Regions from separate parts of the Mus musculus genome. Here region 1 is linked to region 2. A link is a contact called in public Hi-C data. All regions are on one chromosome and are shown on one strand. The core of a region is the stretch at or near the end of the contact, and the rest is flanking DNA. Distances in the headings are between cores, read along the strand shown. Region 1 overlaps Gm31386 (a long non-coding RNA gene). Region 2 overlaps Numb (NUMB endocytic adaptor protein).

Region 1 (6,941 bases), core at 4,261-6,760, 120 kb after region 2:
ACCACTAAGTTTAGGAACTCAGACTGCTATCACAAAAGTTGGTGAATAATTGCCACAAAGGTCAGCCACTCATTATCTCAACCACTAAAAACAAGCTTTTGTCCTGGGTCGCTCCTACCCATCTACTTCCCAAGGTTCCCCTTTGTAAAATAAGAGGAAAATTAAAATAAATGTGTACAACCAGCAGGAAGAAGAAAAGTTGAAAGAAGGAAGGCTTTAAGATGCACACTTAGAACTAACCAAGGGTGTTGGGTTAACAAAACTGCTCGAAGTCTTTGGTTTTATCCACATGGGGTTAGCCTGCTACCATTGCCCCTTGCTTCGCCTCCCTGCTCTGTGTACTTCTCCAGCACTCCCAGCCCCCCACAGGGCCTCTTAGAAATCAAGAGCCCTGGAGCCTGCTTGTCTGCAGCTCTGTGTTTGGTATGGCTGCCTGTGGAGGTTGCTGTAGATGCTATCTGTTCAGAACCTCTTGATTCAGACCATGATGGCAGGTATGCTAGCGGCAAATGTGACTCTAATGTGACTCAAATGTGACTCTACCAACTGAGTGCAAAATGGGGGACTCACTGTGGTACCCTGATATCTGAGGGGTACAGTAGAAGCCCAGGCCTTCATGGGCTCTAAGGCATTTCCTCTCTACCTTCTTCTTACAGAGCAACATTCAACACTCAAGTCTCCGTTCATTTCTTTTTCTTTTTCTTTTGTTTAGTTTTGGGTTTTGTTTTGTTGTTGTTGTTTTTGATTGTTTGTTTGGTTGGGTTTTTTTTTTGTTGTTGTTTTGGGCATTTTTTTTTTTTTTTTTTTGCTTTTGGTTTTTATTTTATTTATTTGCTTGTTTGTTTGCTTGCTTTTTGGTCTAAAGAGCCAAATCCCACCTTCGATAAGCTCTATGTCTTGCCTGTGGAAGTCTTCAATCCTCCGATCCCCCTTTTCTAGACACAATTCCAGTTCCAGATGGGCTAGAGAAGTAAGTTGCGGTGGGAGCAGACCAGGGCCAGAGTTACCTGCCGCCCCGCCAGCCACTGGAGGCAAGATTACTGATAAGAAGTAGTTAACAAGGTGGAAAGAGTTAGGAAGAAAAGAGGGGCTTGGGGAGGAGAAAGACCTGAGGAAAGAAGAAGAGAAAGCAAGAGAGAAGCCGCCATGAGAGACAGAAAACTGGTCTGGGAGCCCAGGAGAGCGCTGAGCCAGCCCTCCCCTCCGGAGGCTGCCCCCTCCCAGTGCTGCCTGTGGACTTTACACTGGCTTGCTTAAGTGCACTGATAGGTAAAGTGCAGTGTCTGCCACTCACTCGTTAAAGGAAAAAAGTGCCTGGGATGCATTCTATAAGGCTCTTGTTCCGTATCTTCTTGGGAAGCCTCCCCAAGTTCAAAGACTGCTGCTCTGGCAGCTGGTCAGAGCTGACAAAGGAAGGACAGATTTATGTAGCCAAGCCAAGGACATGTCTTCATAAAGGTGACCTCTGGCTGAACACAAGGCAAAAGATGATTTTACCATCCCAAGCAGAAGAACTTCTAATAGATGGAAGTGCCAAGCCGTTTTTCCCGTGCTGGAACTGAGCACTGTGGCTTCAAAGTTCAAGACTGGTTTGTGGATGAGAAGGCAAAGTGGGGGAGAGTGTGGAAGGGGCCGTTCTCATGGGCAGAGCTGTTTGCTTTTCTGTTCCAGATGCCTGGGATTTTTTTTTAAAGATGTATTTATTTTATGTATATGAGTACACTGTCACTCTCTTCAGACACACACCAGAAGAGGGCATCCGATCCCATTACAGATGGTTGTGAGCCACCATGAGGTTGCTGGGAATTGAACTCAGGACCTCTGGGAGAGCAGTCAGTGCTCTTAACCACTGAGCCATCTCTCCAGCCCCTGTGATTTTTTTTTTAATGCCATACCATGCCTTACTAGTAAATACTCATTTTCATCCTCAAGAAAAATGATGTGCTTATAGTGTGCTTATTTATAAAATGGGTAAGGTGTCAGCTCATAATGCTGCCATTGTGCTATTGAAAGGGGGCCCTAGTTACTATCACCAAATCTCTGGGCGGACCAGCTATTCTTCTACAGCAGGGAGTGGGCCAAGCAAAGTACTTAGCACCATTTAAAGGTTTGTCCATCCCTGTTTTACATGCGTGCAGAGAGTTTCCTGGAAACATGGCTATTTTCCAAAGATTGCTCAAGCAGAATGCCTTTGAGAACTCTCAAACCCCAGCCACATGGAGCCTTACAAGAGAGTAAATTTAAACTTGGACCCTTCTTGCTTTGTTTTGAGACCTGTTCTCACTATGTAGGCCAGACTGTCATAGTTTAATGGCAGTTTAATGACACTTCTCCCTTAGCTGCTTAAGTATTGGGACTGCAAGGTATGTACCACTTGAACTTATGCCCTCTTGAGCCTAACACTCACCCACACCATAGTCATTAATAATTTTGGTTCTGCCATTTACAAACTAACTGTACCTGTAGGAAAGTTCCAGTTGATTAATTAGGAAAGTTGCTAAATCTCCCTAAGCTTCAGTTTCTTGTTTACAAAATGAAATGTGTGTCTGGTATCTTTAGCTGTCTAACAAATCACCCTACAACTTACTAGCTTAAAACATTTATTACGTTTATTATTTTATAGTATCTCTGAGTTTGAAATCCTGGTGCAGCTTTGCTGTGTCCTCTGGCTCTGGCTCTGGGTCTCTCCTAAAGTGTAGTCATCTACCTCGTGGCTCTCTTATGTGGTCTTTGGCAGGATTAAGTTTCTTACAGAATTTACCTTAAAGCCTTAGTTCTTAAGGAGCAGCAGACAGCAGGCCTTCATCAGTGCCTGGCCTTGGAGACATAACAGGGCAGCTTACTTCATCAGAGATAGCAAGAAGCAAAGAGAGAAGGCCAGACAAAGAATGCCAGCCCTTTGTACTCTGATCAAAGAAGTGATGTCACATCACCTCTGCCACATTCCTTTAGTTAGCAATATGCTATTAGGCTCTGCCTACATTTCAGGAGAGAAGCTTACACGGTATATAAACACTAACAGGAGGCTCATTATCAGTAAACATTTTAGAACTATCCTACCTATAGGGCTCATTTAAAAATGAAACAAAATCAGAGAACGTATGCAATTTAGGGCCAGCATATATAATGTAATGTATAATATAACAAATATATAACTATTATTACTATTAATCTTATTACTGAGTGTATATAATGATTGGTTTTCTCTCCTGGCTACTAGAAGGAAACCTTTTATGAGAATAAATAAGATATATCATCTAATCTTGACACATCTTAACTACTTAATAGCCATTAGTTATTATTAACATTATTAATGTGTGATACCTAGTTGTCTCTTCAATCTGTTGGAAGGGAATACTGTCAAGTGGTGACTTCTACAAGATGATCCAACTTCCATATGTTGTGTTCCCTTTTTCAGTGAGTGGCCTACACTTGCCAGAGCGAAATGCTAGGTTTAGGCGTCATAAAATATGTCCAACAAAAGTATAGCCTAGTCTAATTTCCTATATTCCTTCTATTGAGGAGAGTATGATCAAAACCTGCAAGACAGGCTAATCATGAGAGCTCCTTTAATTCAAAGAAACATGTGCGTCTGGCTCCATCCAGGTTCTGTTGAAGGAGGAGTGTGACCGGAAGAATACGCAATGTCTTAGAGGTGTGATCTTTGCCCTCCCAAAAGAAGCTGGTCATTGTGTATTATGTAGAGTCAGTCATCAGCTGAGGATCAGAAAGAGGAAGGTTCATGTCTCAGCAGACACGATAAGGGTACTTCCACACCTGAGCCAAGAGATGAGACCGGATAGCTCATAGTGACTTTACATTTAGAAGATTGTAAGAAGAGAGTCCAGTTTGCAGCGTGATCACTAGGCAGTCAGAGCGATCCATCAGGGCTGGGTTGAGGCTGGCTTCCTTTTGAGGGAGGAAGATATTGGGGCTTGGCCTCTAGCCAGAGAAAGGAGGAACTATAATCAAGGAAACTCCATTATTTTGGCTTTGAGTCATTTCTCAAGGCTCACCCATGACTATTATACAAGAAGTCTTTGGGAGGAGGATAAAATTCCTGAAGTATAAATGGTTTTTAAACTAAGACTTCTGTTCCAGCCTCAGCCTGGTCTACTTAGCAAAAACTGCCTCAAAAATAAACCCAGCAGTACCAGTGATGGCTCAGCCTGTGAGAATGTCACCATACTAGCCTGGGTCCGACTTCAGATCTTACTTAAGGTTGGAAGGACAGATCTGGCTCCTGAACCTTGTTCTCTGACTTTCACATACATGATGATGGCATGTGCTTGCACAACACAAGCATAAATTAAGAAGAAGAAAAAAAACAAAACACCTAGATCAGTGGTTCTTAACCTTCCTCATGCCCTTTAATATAATTCCTTACATTGTGGTGACCCCAACCATAAGATTATTTTGTTGCTACTTCATTACTATAATTTTGCTACTGTTAGGAATCATAAATATCTGGTATGCAGGATATCTGATCTAGAAACCCTGTAGGGGCTGTGACCCAAGGCTGAGAACTTCTGCTGTAGACAGACAAAAGTCCAAGTCTTTGCAATTCATCCTAACTCCTTTCTTCCTGCCAGGATAGCTATTCAAACCTTCTCCCCTTTCCCCTTCCCTCCCCCTTCCCTCTTCATCCCCCTCCCCCTCATCCCCCTCCCACCTTTCCTCCTCTATCATCTACATTTCCCGTGTTAATTCTACTGTGTTATACTATCCACACAAGTAAGCACTTTATATTGGAGCTGGCTCCACATCCAGAGTCATCTCTAGCAACATCTGCTAAGTGTTGTACCTTAAAGCTCAATAAATACTCCCAGATAATGCTATTTTATACCTTTGCCTCAAAATCAAGGCACCTGTGGGGCTAGGAATAGAGCTGGGTCAATAGCTGGCCCACCTAGCATGCACAAAGCTCTGTGTAAACTAGGTGTGGCGGTGCTCTCCTGCAATCTCAGCATTCTGGAGGCTGAAGGGAGAGGATCAGAAGTTCAAGTTCATCTTTATCTGCATATCAAGTTCAAGGCCAGTCTGCTTTTTGTTGAGACCTTGTTTTTGTTTGTTTGTGGGGGGAATCTTTGTTTTTTTAAAGCACACAGGTTTTTCTGAACACCTCTAACCCTGGCTGCTTCTCCCCTTGACACATTCCTAAACATTACTACATTTGTACACAGAGTCAAAGCAGAAGTTGCTGGGAATGGACCTGAAGCTTAAAGGGAAGGTATGTACCAATGTCAAGTTCCTCTTTCCAAAGACTCTTATCTTCCTTTCTAAGTTTCCTCTGTTTGAGACAGAAGAGATTAGTGAGTTTCAATACCTCTTAATATTTTGAGAAGACCTCTGTCTGTCCCTTCAGACTGGCCAATTTTAGAAGGGGAAGAAGACTGACTCCACATGGGGATGCTGAGTTTATTTTTTCAGCTTTTTCCTACCCTCAGTGAGAGCAGCCACGGCTTGCTTTCACCCTCAGGAAGTGTACTCAGTGGTAGGCTTTCTTTCTTTTCCTGTTAGTTTCCTGTGAAAGAACATCATTGTCTTTTATCAGCAAGAGATAAAAAGGATGTTGTCACTCAAATGGAGACGCACAAATCTATTTCCCATCCCCAGACACAGACCATGCCAATAGCTTAGAGAATTGGTTCAGATTTTAGAAATAACAGCAGAGGCTTGCTTTTCTTTCTTCTCTGTGTAAGGTTATATGAGCATGAGGTGTGTGTGCATGTGCACATGTGTGCATGTGCACATGTGTATGGAGCCCAGAGGTTGACGGTGGGTATCTCACCATCCTTTATTATTCTTTAGCATTTCTTAGAAGTATTTTGTCCCACATAAAAACAGAGACACTGAAATTAATAGAGGAGAAAGTGGGGAAAAGCCTCGAAGATATGGGCACAGGAGAAAAAATCCTAAACAGAACAGCAATGGCTTGTGCTGTAAGATCAAGAATTGACAAATGGGACCTCATAAAATTGCAAAGCTTCTGTAAGGCAAAAGACACTGTCAATAAGACAAAAAGGCCACCAACAGATTGGGAAAGGATTTTTACCAATCCTAAGTCTGATAAGGGACTAATATTCAATATATACAAAGAGCTCAAGAAGCTGGACTCCAGAAATTCAAATAACCCCATTAAAAATGGGGTTCAGAGCTAAACAAAGAATTCTCACCTGAGGAATACTGAATGGCTGAGAAGCACCTGAAAAAAATGTTCAACATCCTTAATCATCAGGGAAATGCAAATCAAAACAACCTTAAGATTCCAACTCACACCAGTCAGAATGGCTAAGATCAAAAATTCAGGTGACAGCAGATGCTGGCGAGGATGTGGAGAAAGAGGAACACTCCTCCATTGCTGGTGGGATTGCAAGCTTGTACAACCATTCTGGAAGTCAGTCTGGAGGTTCCTCAGAAAATTGGACATAATACTACCGGAAGATCCAGCAATACCTCTCCTGGACATATACCCAGAAGAAGTTCCAACTGGTAATAAGAACACATGCTCTACTATGTTCATAGCAGCCTTATTTATAATAGTCAGAAGCTGGAAAGAACCCAGATATCCCTCAACAGAAGAATGGATACAGAAAATGTGGTACATTTACACAATGGAGTACTACTCAGCTATTAAAAACAATGAATTTATGAAATTCTTGGACAAATAGATGTATCTGGAGGATATCATCTTTAGTGAGGTAACCCAATCACAAAAGAAGTCATTAGATATGCACTCACTGATAAGTGGATATTAGCCCAGAAACATAGAACTTCCAAGATACAACTTGCAAAACACAAGAAAGTCAAGAAGAGGGAAGACCAATAGGTGGATACTTCATTCCTCCTTATAATAGGGAACAAAATACCCATGAAAGGAGTTACAGAGACAAAGTTTGGAGCTAAGACAAAAGGATAGACTATCCAGAGACTACCCCACC
Region 2 (7,320 bases), core at 513-3,012:
TCTCTACTGCTGAAAAATGTGTTAAATTTAAGCCTATAAATATTTTTAGCATTTCAAAGGTCTGAAATGTTGCTATATTAAGCCATTTAAGAATCATTAAACTGAGCCGGGCGTGGTGGCACACACCTTTAATCCCAGCACTCAGGAGGCAGAGGCAGGCGGATTTCTGAGTTCGAGGCCAGCCTGGTCTACAAAATGAGTTCCAGGACAGCCAGGGCTACACAGAAAAACCCTGTCTCAAAAAACAAAAAACAAAAAAAAAAAAAAAAAGAAAAACAAAAACAAAAACAAAAAACAAAAGAAAAAGAAAAAAAAAGAATCATTAAACTGCTTCTCACACCGGTTTTTGATTCGCTTAACTTTATCCAAATTAACTTCTGGTTAAAAAGCATTTCCTGACTTTAGGTCTTAAGAAAATTTATTACTGATTAATTGACCATGCATATCTTGGGCGTTCAGGGTCCCTTTCTCTCAAATGAGTGCTACCTAGAATACCGTGTGAACCTACAGTGGCCCTCGCCTCTCAGGGCTCTCAGCAGCCGGTTCATTCAGCACTAAGACATTTCCTAAGGAACAAGGCACAGTAAACATGTGGCCTGTCATCTAAAAACTACAGTAAAAGATACATTACCTTTTATATTCAAGGATCTGAAAAAAGTAAACAGAATAAAAACAGAACTCACATCTTAGCATGAAATATTAATGCTGGGTACATAAGATACGCTACATCATGTACAACAAAATGCTGAGAGATTCAGTTCATAAAGTAAACGAGTTACTAAACTAGTTTCCTGGACACTGAAACAGTCTCTCAAAGGCTGTACTGTGGACACAGTGGCAGGATCTTATAGAGCTACTACAACACTTAATGGCATTTTATCACTAGAGAGAAATCACATGAGAAGCAGCATTTAAACTCACAAAACTCTTACCTTAGTTTTCTCGTCCACAACTCTGAGCCCATCCGCTGACACCCACAGAACGGCCTTCACTGCTTTCTTTCCCGTCTTTTAAAAGAGAAGGGGGAGGGAGGAGACACACCCACACATAATATTAAAAAGAAACGAACTCAGAAAATACAGATTTCCATCCTCCAACAAGTCACAAGGAGAGAGGAAGCCCAGCTTCAGGAATGATGCCCAAAGCCAGGTACTCAAACCAAACCGCAGAGACATTCAGGAAGAAACAAGCCAGAGCTATGGCTTCAGAAACAACACAAATCCTAAGATAACTAAGTAAGGGAGAAGAGACAAATACAAGTAGAACAAGGTAACACATTCCAGAAAAGGCAAAGAAGTCACAACAAGAGTCTTCACCATTTAAAAACGCAGTCGAGAAACCTAAGAGTCTGAGAATACTGAGTGCATAAGGAGTTACACCACACGGAGACCTGCAGGGACAGAGAGGGACAGAGAAATCCCAATCAGCTCTGAACCATTCTGCTATCCTCTGAAAACTGGTGTGACCCTTTGTCACCTGAAATTTTCAGTTAAAAATGGCAAGAAACCATAATTATTCTATGAACAATCTTTTAAAAAGTAATTATTTATCCCCTCAAAATTAATAATAATTTAGCTTAGATTTTAAAAATTAATTATTTATGTATTTTCTGTATAAGGATGTTTTGTCTGCATGTATATCTGCACACCAGAAAAGGGAATTGGATCCCATGGGATGAGAGTTATTGACAGTTGTGAACAGTCATGTGGGTGAGGGGAACTGAACTCAGAAACTGCTGAGTCACCGCTCCAGCCCCAATTTAGCCAAAAAAAAAAAAATTTTTTTTTTTTTTTTTTTTGGTTTTTTGAGACAGGGTTTCTCTGTATAGCCCTGGCTGTCCTCGAACTCAGAAATCTGCCTGCCTCTGCCTCCCGAGTGCAAGGCCAATTTTTTAAATCTAACATTACATGCAGGGAAACATTCTGAGGGCATAGGAAGATTCTAAAATTACAGCTAAGATAAGGGTTGGTTTTATTTGTTTGTTTTTTGAGACAGGGTTTTTGTGTAGCCCTGGCTGTCCTGGAACTCACCGTATAGAGCAGACTGGCTTCAAACTCAGAGATCTGTCTACCTCTGCCTTCTGAGTGCTGGGATTAAAAGCATGCACCGCCATGGCTTTTTTGTTTTTTGTTTTTATGTTTTTGGGCGGGAAACAAGAATCACTTTGAACGAGCTGATAATTTATTTCTTCTTTGAGGGAATCAATGGTACTTAATGCCCTTTCTTAACTTGCCTGTGGATATAAGTAAATTAAAACAAATAAAGGCTGAGGTGGATATCGGATTGTCACAGAAGTACAGACCAAAGGGAATCTGGGGCTGAGTTTAATCAGCAGCTGCTAGAAGAACAGGGAACAACAGAACTGCTACTCTCCTCTCCATGTCCCCAAGTCCAGGAATCCTGGTTGTGGAAGCATCCTCTTTGTTTAAAAAGCGGCTAGGACCCACTCCAGGTTTGTCAGCTACACTGCCGCCACCACCACATCCTGGGTGAGATCTGAAACTTTAGCCACTGCAAAAGTGGCTACAAGACCACCTCACAGAGCACTGAAAAGCAATGCTCTGAGAACACATACCATCAAGGCAAAGGGCACATAAGTCTGGGACCCTGAAACTATCTCAGTGTGGGTTTGAAAGTAGACTGGGCATGAAGCAACAGGAGACAGTCAGGAGGAAAGGCCTCATGCACCTTCTAGGGAACTGGATCTTAATTCTATGGGCAACTGAAAGCTACTAAAAGAATTAAACACAACCACATTTGTATATCTGCTCTTACTTATCACATCTGATCGCGAGTGCACAGAGGCCTCACTGGAGTCGGCTCTTTCCCGCTATCGTGTCACCCTGGAGATTAAACTCAGGCCATCAGCCTTGGCAGCAAGGGTCTTTACCAAACACTAAACTACTGCACCAGCGCTAGATTTGCATTTTTTAAAAACCTCTTATTTTTAATTGCTCTTTATGTTTATGCACAGGTCTGTGGCTGTCAGAGGTGGTTCTGGTTCCTCTCGAGTGTCAGTTACAGACAGTTATGAGTTGCCTGAGGTGGGTACTGAGGCCTGCACTTGGTTCCTCTGGAAGAGCAGCAATGCTCTTAATTCAGTGAACTTTCCAGTCCCTAGACTTGCATTTTAAAACATCACTTTGCAGCAGTGTACCTGAGGTCAGATAGAGATCAATAAGCAAGATTCCAGGCAGGAAAGAATCAGGATGGAGCTATCTTGACTGAGATTGCAAAGGTGGTTTTACACAGTATAGGGGAGGGGATAGGTTCCTGTCTTGTGTCACTTGAGTGAAAAAGTAGCTCTGGCTAAGATAGGAAATTTCAGGAAGTCTAAGGTGTCTGTCAAGCACCCAGCTATGTGGGATTCAGAAGACAACTGAATACAGTCATTAAAATGACTTGGTTATTGTTTTCATTTGTACATAAGGAGATATGACTGTGTTGTCAAATTGACAAGGGATAGATTGTGACAGCTATTCTCAGTTGTCAACTTGACTATATTTGGAATGAACTGCAATACCAAACTTACAAAGAGCTTGTGAAAAGGAATGAAAGAAAGGCTTAGGTCTAGGTATGATGGTACATGCAACTACAGACATTGTATTCTCAGGCACAGACCTATGCACAGACATATAGACAAGGTCAGCCTGGTACAGAGTAAGTACCAGGTAAAGAGAAGTTTAGGTCCAGGCATGGTAGTATACCTAGTTGCTTAAGTCAAACACTAGTCTAAAGTTGCTGTGGCTGTAATCCCAGCATTCAGGAGGCTAAGGCAAGATCATGTGTTGGAGTAAGATAGACTACATAAGGAATTCCAGGCCAGCCCAATGTAAGGAAGACTCTATCTTAAAAAACAAACAAGGTCAGGAGAGATGGCTTGGTGGTTAAGAGCACTTGATTTTTGGCCAGGTGGTTGTGGTGGCACACGCCTTTAATCTCACCACTTGGGAGGCAGAGGCAGGTGGATCTATGTGAGTTCCAGGACAGTCAGGGCTATAAATACAAAAACAACAACTGACTTTAGGAAAAGATTAGCTTTAACAGTTCAGGTCCTATACAATCAGTTGAGAAAGAAAGCCTCCTTTGATCTGTAACACAGGAATATTGTCTGAGTTTCCAGACTGCTAGCCTACTTGCCACATGCATGAACTCATGAGCCAACTCTTAAAATACTCTATGTCACACAGATTATCTTGCATGTATGCATGTGCACCCATGTTCACCTATCCTCAAGTTGGCGTCTCTGGAGAACCTGACTGGCAGTGAAGTGGAAGTTAGATCAGAACAGGCTGAGAAGTAAATGAAAGGTAAAAAGATTCTATAAACTCAAACACACTCTTTAAAACGTTTATTAACTGAGTGTGGTGGCACATACCTCTGATCCCAGCACCTGACAGACAGAAGCAGGCTGTGAGTTCAAGGCTCTGTTTGTCTCAAAACAACTATGACAACAACAGGCTTTATTTAAGGCTAGATGTGGTGCTGAATGCTTGTAATCCTTGTAACCTCAACACTAAACGGGTTAAGGTAGGAGGCATTCACACCAAGACTATGCTTTTTTTTCTTTAAAAAAAAAAAACCCTTTTCCATAAAAAGGAGAGTTAAACATAGAGCAATGAGGCAGGCAGATGACAAAGGATGTTTAGAAGATTGTGAAAAACTAGCATGCACTTGCTAGTTACTCTAGAAGCATAAAACAAGTCTGGATTAAGTGCTACTATTTAAATGCTAAACAAAGGATATAGTTTCTGTTCTTCATGTGCAACATATAGGCACATGCATTAAAAGGGTTAGAGTATATATACAGTACCTGGGCTTCTTAAAAAGGTAAACTGGTAGCCACCTACCACCACTACTTTACTGCTACTATTAATTTCTTTTAAAGTTGTGCTTTCAGGTATACTAAGTTAAGGACATTCGTTTTTTTCCTTTTTTTTTTTTTTTTTTGGTTTTATTTGTTTGTTTTTGGTTTTTTGAGACAGGGTTTCTCTGTATAGCCCTGGCTGTCCTGGAACTCACTCTGTAGACCTCGAACTCAGAAATCCGCCTGCCTCTGCCTCCCCAAGTGCTGGGATTAAAGGTGTGTGCCACCACTGCCCAGCTTAGTTTTTCCTTTTTTATGTTCAAAGAGTTTGTTAAATATCTGCTGTAGGAATAGAGAAGGCAGCTATCCAATGACAGAAATAGCTGTAAATGGCCTAGAAAGCCCTTATCATGTTCACTGCAGATTCATCACACATCACACTATACTACCATAAACTTCAGTATTCAGCATTTGCAGCAACAGATAGCAAAAGGTTAGCCAATTGAAGGTAGGGGAAAATAAGTCACTTTAGAATTGTTCTCCTTGATAGATTCCTTATAATATTTAGAGATTTTCTAAAATTCACCCTTGGCTCAATTTTATGGTTATGGAAACAAAAAAATGATAGTAATGTATTACATACAAGACAATTGGATTCTGGGAGAGGCAGTGTCCAGCTGTGAACCCACTAGTGAGCCCATCAGGCTGCTACTGATAGTTCCAAACCCACAGTCACAGGATAGTCTTGTGGGACACAAAACAAGACAAAGACTTGTGATTGTGGAAAGAGATCTGTAAGAAAGAAGTGGGGCAGAGGCTGGGAGTGGGAGGGCAGTAAGTGAGGCTGAAAAAGAGTAACTAGAATGCATTATATGACGTCGTCAAATAACAAAACCTACTAATAAAAAAGGTAGTTCAGAATGAGCATGAAATGTAGGGCTTACTTGTGGTAGAAATACTTCCTCCAAAAGCTGCATAATTTAGACACTAATAAAACTGTGGTAGTGGTACTGTACATGTGAGAAACTAAGAATGAGTTCATTACCGTTGTTACAACACATTCTGGCTTGGTAATCATTTCAAGGTTACGGGTAGAACTCACACTGGCTAATGCTGCCATAAACCATTTAATACTAAAGATAAAAAAAAGTTCCATACTGAAGACCAAACTTGCCTATTTTCCAAAGAAAGAAAATGGACCTAACATAGACAGAATTTTAGTAACTTAGAATTTAGTGAAATCTAAGCAGAAGGATCAAGCTAACCTATGCGCGAAAAATGACCAGTGAAGAGTGTAACTTCCAAGTAGTCACTTTACTTGCTAAATACCCAGCTTGAAAATAAAAAACTAATATCTGCTCTAAATTTCTTTATTATGAGCAAATCTTCTAAATTTTATTTTCTTTCTTTTTTCTTTTCTCTTCTTTTTTTAAGACAAAGTTTTACTATGTAGTCTAGGCTGGCTTCAACTCTTTGTTTATCTAAACCCATATGGCTACTAAGCAGTCTTTGACATTGAAGAAAACTACTACAGTCAACTACAGCCACTGTGAGACCTGCTGCTAGTAAGAGAACTACACATTTTGTAATTCTTGTTTGCCTAATTTGGAGACAGGGTCTTGCTCCCTTTGAACTCTCTAGGTAACAGCTGGCCTTGAGCCTGTGCTTCTCCTGCCTTGACCTTCTGGAATTACAGGATGGTGCTACTATGCTTCGTGTATGGAGTGCTGGGACTGAACCTTATGCATGACAGTCAAGCACTTTGCCAACTGAGCTGTATCCCCAGTCCTTCAGAGTGATTAAGCAGAAATAACTTTTTAAAATAAATTGAAAGCCAGTGACCACAGCATGCTGGTGACAACCTCTGTAAACTAGAGGAGCCTTCCATTGCTTTCACTTGACACACTAATGCTACGCTGGAAGAAATGAGTTATACTTACAGGAATGGGTTTTTACATTGTTTAAATCAGGGATTGGCACATTCTCTGTGAAGGCATTGTTAGCCATATACTCTGCATGGCAACTCCTCAATTGTCATTGTAGCACAAAAGAAGCCTCATTATGTGTGCAAACGGGCATGGTCTTTTTACAATAAAACTTGATTTTCAAAGACAAATATGGTGGGCTATGCTCTCAAGATTTTTCTAGAATGTAGTCATTAGCTGAGTCTTTAGGAAGATAATTCATTATTCTGCACCACCCCCCATATTTATAACCTATCCAGTATTAGACTGTGACTCACTCCTTAGGGTTTTGTCTAAATCTAAAATTCTATGAGTCCCAAGATCACTAATGAGGTGGCTCAGCATTAAGAGCACTGACTGCTCTTCCAGAGGTCCTGAGTCAATTCCCACCATCCCAGATGGTGGCTCACAACCATCTGTAGTGAGATCCAATGCCCTCTTCTGGTGTCTGAAGACAGTTACAGTGTACTCACTAAATCTTTAAAAAAAAAAAAATCACTAGTAAGATAAGAACACATTGCCATAAACAGAATTGATGAATTATTTGGA

Evidence for each region. Hi-C and Micro-C count contacts between places; a contact is called where the count stands out from the background.
Region 1: a Hi-C map of bone marrow-derived macrophages shows a contact between it and region 2, with 47 read pairs. The contact joins two enhancer-like sites. A contact is called at or near these places in 7 of 39 promoter capture datasets (the 3T3-L1 cell line, the C10 cell line, the HPC-7 cell line and 3 more), 2 of 15 datasets of contacts at CTCF or cohesin (the NIH/3T3 cell line and large pre-B cells), 16 of 484 Hi-C or Micro-C datasets (CD4 T cells, the N1E-115 cell line, bone marrow-derived macrophages and 10 more), 10 of 115 datasets of contacts at active chromatin or transcription factors (the SCID.adh cell line, bone marrow-derived macrophages, cardiomyocytes and 4 more) and 2 of 9 other capture datasets (adipose tissue and liver).

What each region holds. Positions count from the first base shown.
Region 1 is chr12:83,924,106-83,931,046 of GRCm38.p6, forward strand. Gm31386 (a long non-coding RNA gene) reads left to right here. Exons shown (of 3, transcript XR_381772.3): 2 at 5,184-5,230. Among named protein-coding and RNA genes, the nearest start is that of Gm31386, 5.7 kb to the left of the region's middle. Within about 2 kb of position 5,511, at least 87 of the 459 cell types and tissues checked have an H3K27ac peak or open chromatin away from gene starts, as enhancers often do. A contact at or near this core is called in the SCID.adh cell line and bone marrow-derived macrophages, where this site is marked.
Region 2 is chr12:83,810,354-83,817,673 of GRCm38.p6, forward strand. Numb (NUMB endocytic adaptor protein) reads right to left here. Exons shown (of 10, transcript NM_001136075.2): 4 at 933-1,007. Among named protein-coding and RNA genes, the nearest start is that of Gm46367, 8.4 kb to the right of the region's middle. Within about 2 kb of position 1,763, at least 13 of the 459 cell types and tissues checked have an H3K27ac peak or open chromatin away from gene starts, as enhancers often do. A contact at or near this core is called in the SCID.adh cell line and bone marrow-derived macrophages, where this site is marked.